Linked DNA regions of Gossypium hirsutum: regions 1 and 3 are each linked to region 2. Evidence: chromatin contacts called from public Hi-C data. All regions are on one chromosome and are shown on one strand. The core of a region is the stretch at or near the end of the contact, and the rest is flanking DNA. Distances in the headings are between cores, read along the strand shown.

Region 1 (3,336 bases), core at 500-2,999, 220 kb after region 2:
CCCAAGAGAACGATGTAACAGATCAGTGAAACCACAAATCTTATACCCCTAAAGTTACAATGGGACGAATTTAAGTCATCGTGGCGAATCTTATCTCCTTGAAGTTGCAGTGAAGCAGATTGAAAATAGTGAATCTCATTTTCCTGAAGTTGCAGTGAAACAGACTAAAGCTACAAGTCACAAATCTTATACCTCCAAAATTGTAATAGGTCGGATTAAATTTACCATGCAGAATCTTATCTCCTTGAAGTTGCAGTGGAGCAGATTGAAGCCTCAAATCTTATCTCCCTCAAGTTGTAGTGGAGCAGATTGAAGATGCGAATCTTATTCCCCTGAAGTTGCAGTGGAATAGATTAAAGCTACGAGTTACAAATCTTATCCCCCTGAAGTTGCAGTGGAGCAAATTGTAGATGCGAGTCTAATCTCCTTGAAGTAACAGTGGAGTAAATTGAAGTACTAATTCCTATACCCCTGAAGATGCTGTGGGATGGAATGATGCTACTTAAAAAAGAGAAGCTACTTAAAGAAGAGAAGCACCAAAGAAGTCAAGATTCGACAAGACCAGGCAAAATTGACCCTTTTTAAAGTCTTTGCTCCATTCTCGTTATATGACAATGAGTAAAGAGAAGCAGCTGTAATAGGCCAATTTTGGCCCGAGCCCCAATTATAGAAATGAAACAAGATTTAAACCAAAATAAATAAAGTCCCAGTCTAATTACATATCAAGCCCAAAAATACTACGCAATTACAACCCAAATGCAAGAAAACCCTAGTGGCCCAAATGGCCCAAAAACTAAACTTAGTTTCAGTAAAAAACTGAAACCCTAGCCGCATGCCACGTTGATGCCCCTCTGCGCATGCCTTCGCCACTGCCGCCATCAGCCACTCCGCGGTCACTTGTAAAGAAGAAGCAGAACGCAACAAACACGCAAAGCAAAGAAGACAACGAAGAAAAAAAACAAAATATTTGTAATGGACAGTTTGTATTTTGGCTATAAAAAAGGCCACATTTCCTACTTGTATTTTTTTACGAACACACATCAGAGTAATAAAAAACCTTAAAGGTGATTTGCTTGATTTTTTTTCTTTGTCTGTATCTATTTTTTCTTTTTAAAAAATAAAATAAAAAATAAAAAGAAGAACATAATATAGAACAAGAATTTTTTTTCGAAAAGATATTAGGAAAATATAAAATTTGAGTTTAATAGTAAAATATATTATATTTTTAAAGGAAAATATAAGTTCAAACAGTACTATTAGGAGCAACAACCATAAACTTTAAAAATAAAATATAAAATAAAATAAAAACCCATACCATACATTTTAAAAAAAAGTTATACAGAGATTTTAAATCTATAGGAAATGTGAGATGAGAACTTTAATTTTAATTTTTGTGATAAATTTTTGTTTTTTTTGCCAACAACACAGTACAATACAATTAAAATAAAATAATAATAATAATAATAAAACAAAAAAAAGGGGGATGAAACAGGATGGGAGCCAAATTTGTGAAACTGAGCATCTTTTAATTATCAATTATGGTTTGTAAGTCGTAACCTCCTCTCTCTTATAACAATAAATCCACACCAAATTTACTCATCTTTTGTTAAGAGCTTCCATGCACTTAGTTTCACGTCGGTTTTCATTTCCCTACAAATGCTTATTTCTTTCCCTGCCAATAACCCATTCATCTCATACAACTTTTCTTTTCAAAGAAAGCTTTAAGAAAAGAACAAGAAAATCTGTGTGATGGACACGAAAGCTGTAGAACACAGGCAACCCCTCCTGAAGAATGTGGAAAAGACGGCCCAAGAAGAGTCACGAACCACTTCGGAATTTCCTTTATTAACTGCAATAGTAAAGCAACCAAAGACCAAGAAACAAAAAATCGTGAGAAAAACCTTCAAAGGCACCGCCGTTTTGTCCAAGCTTCTGCCTACAGGCTCAGCCCTTACTTTCCAAATACTGTCCCCAGTTTTAACGAACCAAGGCCAATGCAAAACCCAGGTTTGCCAAAACTTGATGCTAGGCCTTGTGGCGTTTTGTGCCAGCTTGTGTTTCTTCCTTTCTTTCACGGATAGTGTTCGAGATGAAAGAGGCAAGGTCCGGTACGGGGTGGCTACGTTTAGAGGGTTATGGGTAATGGATGGCCCTGTTGAACTGCCAATAAAGGAGGAAAACAAGTATAAGGTCAAGTTGATTGATTTTTTCCATGCTTTGGTATCCATAATGATTTTTATGGCGCTTGTTCTGTTCGATCAAAATGTTGTCAACTGCTTTGGTCTGAAGCCATCAGGGGACAGCAATGAGCTGCTGCTGATGTTATTGCCTGCAAGTATTGGAGCCATAGGCTGCCTTTTGTTTGTTTCATTCCCTAGCAAACGCCATGGAATTGGCTGCCCTCTCTCCAAAAATTAGTCCATCTTCCCAATTTAATCTAGAATGCACATGAGAAATCTTTTATTTTCACAAAAATGAAAGTAATCTTTTAATGTTTCCAAACGTATAATCAACATACCGTCCAAGTCTATGTTGAGCCTAGTAAATTCATTGTCAAATCGACTATTTAAAAATTAAATTTGTGAATCCCAATCCGAATAAGATTCAATAGCTTATATGTCGTGCATTTATATTCGAGTCAAAATCCAGTTAAAATTAAATTGAATTTTAAAATCTTTAACTTATTATTTTTATTATTATTATCAAATGCTACTTAAATTTAAAGAAAATTGTGAAGGATGTAAGAAAACAAAATCAACCTTATTATCTTGATAAATAAAAATTTTTATAAGATGAAATGTTAAAAAATCAGCAATCCTGACTCAATTAAACTACCTAACTATCAATTAATGAATCATGATTGGCACATATTATTTTAAATTGATGTTACATAATGGACATGAATAGAACAAAATTTTAAGACCCTAAATTCGGCCCAATTACATGGCAAAGGCCAATCCAATGTTCTAGCCCTTCACTCATCGTAAGCCTCAATTAAATGTCCATGATTTAGCCCAAATAAAGCCATTTAAGCACATAGTAGTTGAGTCATGTCTATCTCCAATGTCCTTTATTGCCTTTGCTGCTCACATCAGGATTCTCATTTCTAGAGTCAGTATTCTGGTAGGAGGAATCAAGCAAGAATGGGACACTTTCCATCAATAATAATTGCCTTTATTGCCGCCCCATAATTTCCATTCTCCCTTCCAACCTCAACAGTTAGGTCGGATAAGATTTCTTGATTACTATAAATGTAACATTACAATGTTTTTTATATAAGAAAAGTACTAATTAAAATCTTAAAAAAATTATGCACTTTACTAAGAATGTAATCAT
Region 2 (3,345 bases), core at 778-3,277:
CTTCTTAGTGGTTGAGTTTCTTCTTGAAAATGAGTCACAGACTTATCACGCCTAGAGACCAAGCCATCACGCTGCAAACGAGAGTACCTCTGCTCAGCATCGTAAGGGACTGGTCTGGACATTGTAACATGAGTTTCAATGGCTGAATTATCTGATATTGCAGTAACAGTTGTTGTTGATGACAGAGAAGCTCCTTGGATCTGGGATGCAGGTCGCCCATCCAATCTGTGAAACAGAGCACCGTACTGCAGATCAAAGAAGAAATGGAAAATTACGAAAGTGTTTAATGTTCATTAAACTAAACCTAGGTATAAAATGGGTTATATGACATTGTGAAAGCAACTCAACTAATGTACTTACCTTTCAAGAGAAACACAGTATGCAGACAACCTTTATAAGGCTAATTTAAGTACTTAACATATAAAGAACTTCTGAATTTCAGAGATCCTCTCAAGGAGTATTAATAAGGTTTCTAGATTTCATTCTTAAAAAAAGATCAATTTCATGCAAATTGAGGTTCAGAGAAATTAACAAAATGACATCAATCTGCTTTATAACATACCTTCAGTATTAACAAATTTAATTGCATGTATTAGCAGCATAAAAATGAAAATAGGTTGCTTTTGTGCAGATAACCACAAGATAAGAAGAGACATACCCCAGTGAATAGCTGATAGAAGAAGAACCTTAGGCAGATGCAGTGCCTATATATTGAATTGCTAGGATAAGCATATTCTTCACAGTCATCACCACATGAACAGCAGCAAAAAGCACCCATTTCTGCCTAGAATGTATATATTTCCGATTACACAATTCTGAAAAAGCTTTCAGAGCTTGCAGAAAAGGTCATAAAAGAATTGTTCACCTTCCTTCCAAATACAAGACAATTCCTATGGGATTAGGGGGAAAAAAGGGAAAAAAAATATTATAACATGAGTCAGGAAAACAACTTTTTGAAATGAACAACAGATTCAGCCTGCTCAAGGGAGAAATAAGAACCTCACTAAACCTTTCGTCACAAAAGAAGCTCAGTTCATCAGTTTTATGACTGTCTCAATTTCAACTCTTTGGACAAAAGTAATCTGATATATAGACAACAAGAAAAAAAATTTAGGATAATGCTAAACAGCAAGAGAACAACAAGTCACCTTCTTCATTAGGAGCTTGATGAATGATATACAATTTGGGTTTTTCATGATAAACAGAATCCTAAAACCACTCCATTTTGTTTTACCATAACCATAAAGTTCCTTTCCAACAATGAGTTAACTTACAATATTGCAAATAAATTCACAAGTTAAAACAAACACATTGAACATTCATTGTCCTTCAGAATGGTGATAAATAAAACAACTCAAATAATCAGCACTGACCGTTCTTCATTACAGACATAAAATCCCACAACGAAATTACAATCTCCTACACTAAAAAAGCACTTTCAAGAAATTTGTTAAGTTCAGAGTCGATAACCATACTTATAAACAAGAGAAACAGGCAATCAGCTATCTTATTTTAGAAGCTATTTCAGCGCAAAGACAGAAACTTTAACAAAAAAAAAAGAAAAGAACATCAATCTGTTTCTCATCGCATTAACAAAAAAAAAACACCAAACAAAAATTAAAGTAATGAAACAATAGTTACCCATCATCGACTATAAGACCACCATTTTCACGACCGTAAGTTTTCTTAGAAAAAAAAAGAATCAGGAAAGTTAGGGTTCCTGTAAAAGAAACAAAGAAAGAGAAAAAGGGAGAGATAGATAAGGGGGGACGTTCCTACTTCTATATTGAAGCAGACGAAAATAGATCCCAAGAGTAAGACAATCTAAGGAGCGGCCTGGGCGGAAGACAAAGATTAAATTTTTAATCTTTTTTCCTGATAATTTAGGGGGAAAAAATAGGCAAAAACCGCGTGGACGGAAAAGAGGTGCTTTGATTGCAGTAGGTAACTAGAAAGAAACGGATTTGGTAAAGGGGTAGAGAATGGAGTGGACCAGCTTATCATTAAGATAATAATGTTAAATCTGTCCAACTGACTCATTGTTTTGCTTTCCATCTTGAATTTGTTAATTGCCGACAGCTTCATGTTGATTGAAATTTATGCTTTAACTCATTGTTGTATTAACTATAATATAAATTAACATAATAAAATGGGTTAATTCAGCACAAGTCTTCAATGTATTAATTGTGCGTTAAAGACTTAGGGTGGATTTGGGATGGTGGTGCGGTGCGGTGCGATGCAGTGTGTTTAGTTTACTTTTTGTCTCATGCTACAATATCGTTACAGTATCTAATCTTATCGTCACCGCTATTTTTATTCTAACTGCAGATAAACGCACTGCTCATCCAAACTTACCTTTAAAATAAAATATTTTAAAGTTTTGAGAAATAAAAATTTCAGTCGAATGTCTTCCAAAATTTGTATAATTTTGCATTATGACCTACAATACCACTAACTAGTTGATGTTAATTCATATTTTGTGTAATTGTCGCTTCCACATCGGAGTTGGATGTAGTGATCAATAACTTACTTGATCTTGCCAGGAAAACAAATAAGATTCTTAGAATCTCGATTCATCAATTATTTTAACAATGTATCGTGTTGTTAGTAATTTTTTACTTAATCAAGTTTCGAAATTCACCTCAAATATTTGGTAGCCAATTAAAATTAATTTATCTCTTAAAAAATTTTATTAGATTATAAAAAATAGTATTTACTTTAGAAGTTGAACTGTAAAATTTGAGGGATTATTTTGAAGAGTACTTAAGTTGAAGATTATATTGGAGGGTTTGATTGGATTAAAACTTTGACTATTTGGGAGGGTAGTTCCAACTTCCATGGGAGAGCAGTTATTTTTTATTTTTTACGAGTCGATTTTAACGATGTAAAAAGGTGTGTGTAATTTTGAGGCTGCAATTATCCTTGGAATGAGTTTATATAATGGATTTATTCTCACCATAGAGGTAGATTGTTGAACTAAGCTGTGTAATTAATCTTGTGTGATTTGTACTTTTTTATTATTTTGGTTATTTTATTCAATTCTCACCATTTATTGTTATAAATATTGTAGAGGTAGTAGAGTATTGTCTAGTATCTTTAATTTTTTTTTGTCTATTAGGGGTGAGTAAAATTTAATTTGATTTAAAAAAATCGAAAAAAATTTTAAATTTCAAGTTGATTGAATTGAATTATTTGAATTATTCGAGTCAACTTGAATAACTCGATTCAGGTTTCGAGTTCGAATTGAGTTAAATTTCACAATTTAAATAAAAATAATTCGAATAACAGATTGGTGTAAATACCTTTTTAGATATTGTCAACTTTGAAAATAAGTAAATTGGTCAC
Region 3 (3,049 bases), core at 155-2,654, 130 kb after region 2:
TGGATATCATAAGAACACTGATCCTGCTGCCCTCAACATCCTTCTCCACTCTGTATGGAATACACCTAAGTAAAAGACACACAACGAATAAAGCGTTATTTGCACTAGTGCGTGTGTTAGGTCATAGCTGATATTACACCACTTCTTAAGATTCCAAACACTCAAATCTTATTCCTGATACTTTGCGTTAGTTTACATCACATTCACACACCACTTAATAATTAACAGGAGTGACATTGACATGCAAAAAATTTAAACATTAAAGACAACTACAGCTACAGGGACAAAGGAAGTAGGAGGAAAAAGTTCCATCTCTGTTTTATTGTATATCACCAAAATTTTGACACAAGCAAAACCATTATCATGTTAATTACAGTAATTTTGCCCAAGGAAAAGGATGATGTTTGCCACTAATTCCTAACACCTCTAAGGAAGACATAAAAAATCCTTTTCACCTGAAATAATGTTGTTACTATCAACACTAACAAAAACTTACTAAAATCACATCTTGAGCTTTAGGCATAACTGACATATGAAGAAGAAACCAGGAAAGAACAGTAGAAAAAATTTTGGGGATTACCCGGCAACAAGCCTCAGATTATCCTCGTACCGTTGTCTGTGTCTCCCTTTTCTTGCTGGTAAGTAAGACATGATCATATATTATCTGCACCATCCCAAAAAGGAAAAAGAAAAGGTTAAAAAAGAAGATCATTAAGTTAAATTACAGAAAGAATTTTAGTAAGAGTACCAACCTGGATTGTTGTTTGTGTGATCAAGAGCTGCATTCAGTGAGAGAAAAGGATACGATGACCCTTTAGGTGAAAGCAACAAAGAATGAGTGAAAACGTTGCCATGCTCTCAGTTTTTAATAAGAAAGAACAGGAAACTTGCAAGTCAATAACGGCAACGCATAATACTGAATCTTTACAATGCTTTTAATTTTTAAAATTTTCACAAGAAACTTTTAAACAGAAAGAAACGCTTGATTGCTCCTTCAACGAAACTGTCATGTTTTACCAGAGAGCAAAAAATCAAAGGATTACCCTTACCTGCTGGCTTTTTGTTTAGTAGTAAAATTGAACTTCCAGGAACTGCTGTTTATTCAATTAAAACTGCGACCTTTTTCTTGTCATCATTATTGAACCATAAACCACGATCTTCATCTTCTTCAAAAGCCGAAAGGAAAAAGGGAAAAAAAAAACAAAAAGATACTAAAAATTATATCGTAGAGCTTCTTTTTTTTATAAGGCGAGGAACGTGTTGCATAATGGAATCATCATCAACATCATCAAAGCAGGCTAGGGAAAGGGCTTTTATTTTGGCCATGTATTTTTAAGTTATAGTACGTCATCGTCATGGAAGGCCCCGTCTCACTCATACTTGTTTTCCTTCAAGACTTGGGGTTGACTTAGGCAAACCCCCATTTAAGTTTAGTTTTGTTATTCATTGGAGATTGTTTATGCTTTTGATAATGTGTATTTTACATGCAAGTCTATAGCAATTGGGGAAATCCTTAAAAATTTATATCCCAAATTATAGCTAGAATTGAAGATTGAGACCATCTCTTCCAAAATCAAAGGAAAAAAAAAGTTAGTTTTTGGCTTTTCACCAAAATAAGAAACCATTGTGCATTAGTATGTCAATTTTGAGGAGAATATCAACCACAAAACAAAATGCCAAATGGAAGAATACAAAGTTCCTTCCCTCTTCAAAAATTGTCGATTACCTATGGTATTATGATATCAGTTAACAGAACTTATTTAAATTTAGGGTAAATTCATCATTAGTAACTAAATTACGGGTATATTTTTCGTTTTAACTACTTAACTAAAAAAGTTACAATTTGATTATTGGACTATTTAAAAGTTTTCATTTAATTCATTGAACTGTTAAAATCAATGTTATATAACTTTCTTTGTTTGTACTGCTTGTATCAATTAAAAAAAATTTTCTCCTTCTCTTCTATGGTCTACACCTTAAAAATACATGACATCATTTGAACTCCACTTGTTGACTTCTTTTATACTAAAAAGAAATTAGGGGCGGAGAAGTAATAGCGATGACCCTCAAAATAAAAAATTTTTAATATATTCCTTTTAATTTGTAAAAAAATATAAATTAATATCCAAATTTTTATTTATTTATTTCAGCCTTAAAACAATCTCTTGATTTCGGTGTTGAATAAAATAATGAATTATTGATAATGTATGGTATAAGTATGTAGATTGTGATACAATGATATTTGTATAAGAATCCAAGAGTAGTTAGTTGCAATGATATCAATCTTGTAATACACGCCAAAGGCGTTTACTTTGAGGTCAATTTTGAAGTAAATAAATAAAGTAACAAGTTGGGGAAATTATGAAACTTGTTAGGAAATAGGCCCAAACGTCGATGTAGGTGCAAGCTTGGGGCCATTCCTATTGTCCACTCCGGTCGGTGATTTTCATGACTGACATCTCATTATTCAATTCAACATCAAATTTTAAAGATCCGTCAATTTCCATTTTTATTTATATATTCATTTAGGCTTTATTCCTAAATTAGCCCCTTAACTATATCTTAATTTTCATATTTATCTTTAAAACTTTTTTCTTTAAAAAGTACCAAAATAAAACAAAATCAAGACTTGTGGAATCTTCTTAGTAGATGTTTTACAATTTTTTTTTAAGTATGGTAAGGTAAAAATTAATAATTTAGATACTATATTTGATAAAAAATTTTAAGTACCAATATAAAAATTGGGCTATAGTTTAGATTTACTCCCAAAATTTTAAAATTAATTTTTTTTTGCTTTCTAAGAAATATGCAAATACAATTATAAGTAAAATGATTGATTAAAAATTGAAAAAATAAATTCAAATAATCTATACTATTTATTAAGCCTCTTATTGAGTTGGTGCCACCTTCAACTGAATACTTTAGTCTCTTTATTTTAACAAAAATTAATTAAAATATATATATGGTGAGATTTGAACATGCACCAATTAAACTAAAAAAAGTTTAAATTCACCACTCAACTATACCTAATCATGAGTTGGGCCACTCA

The links. A called contact is a pair of places that touch in the nucleus more often than the background predicts.
Region 1: a contact with region 2 is called in a Hi-C map of leaf, with 2.9 times the contacts expected there. The contact joins the promoter of LOC121228098 here to the promoter of LOC107898982 in region 2. A contact is called at or near these places in 10 of 34 Hi-C or Micro-C datasets (callus, leaf and petal).
Region 3: a contact with region 2 is called in a Hi-C map of leaf, with 3 times the contacts expected there. The contact joins the promoter of LOC107948982 here to the promoter of LOC107898982 in region 2. A contact is called at or near these places in 13 of 34 Hi-C or Micro-C datasets (anther, callus, hypocotyl and 2 more).

The regions. Positions count from the first base shown.
Region 1 is chrA04:81,345,427-81,348,762 of Gossypium_hirsutum_v2.1, forward strand. LOC121228098 (protein DMP7) reads left to right here and starts at 1,750. Exons shown (of 1, transcript XM_041111239.1): 1 at 1,750-2,418. The coding sequence starts at 1,750. The coding sequence ends at 2,418.
Region 2 is chrA04:81,128,853-81,132,197 of Gossypium_hirsutum_v2.1, forward strand. LOC107898982 (E3 ubiquitin-protein ligase At3g02290) reads right to left here and starts at 2,028. Exons shown (of 6, transcript XM_041111491.1): 1 at 1,642-2,028; 2 at 1,000-1,082; 3 at 659-784; 4 at 1-245. The coding sequence starts at 778.
Region 3 is chrA04:81,264,418-81,267,466 of Gossypium_hirsutum_v2.1, forward strand. LOC107948982 (nudix hydrolase 13, mitochondrial) reads right to left here and starts at 1,405. Exons shown (of 7, transcript XM_016883668.2): 1 at 1,050-1,405; 2 at 753-812; 3 at 581-664; 4 at 1-65. The coding sequence starts at 657.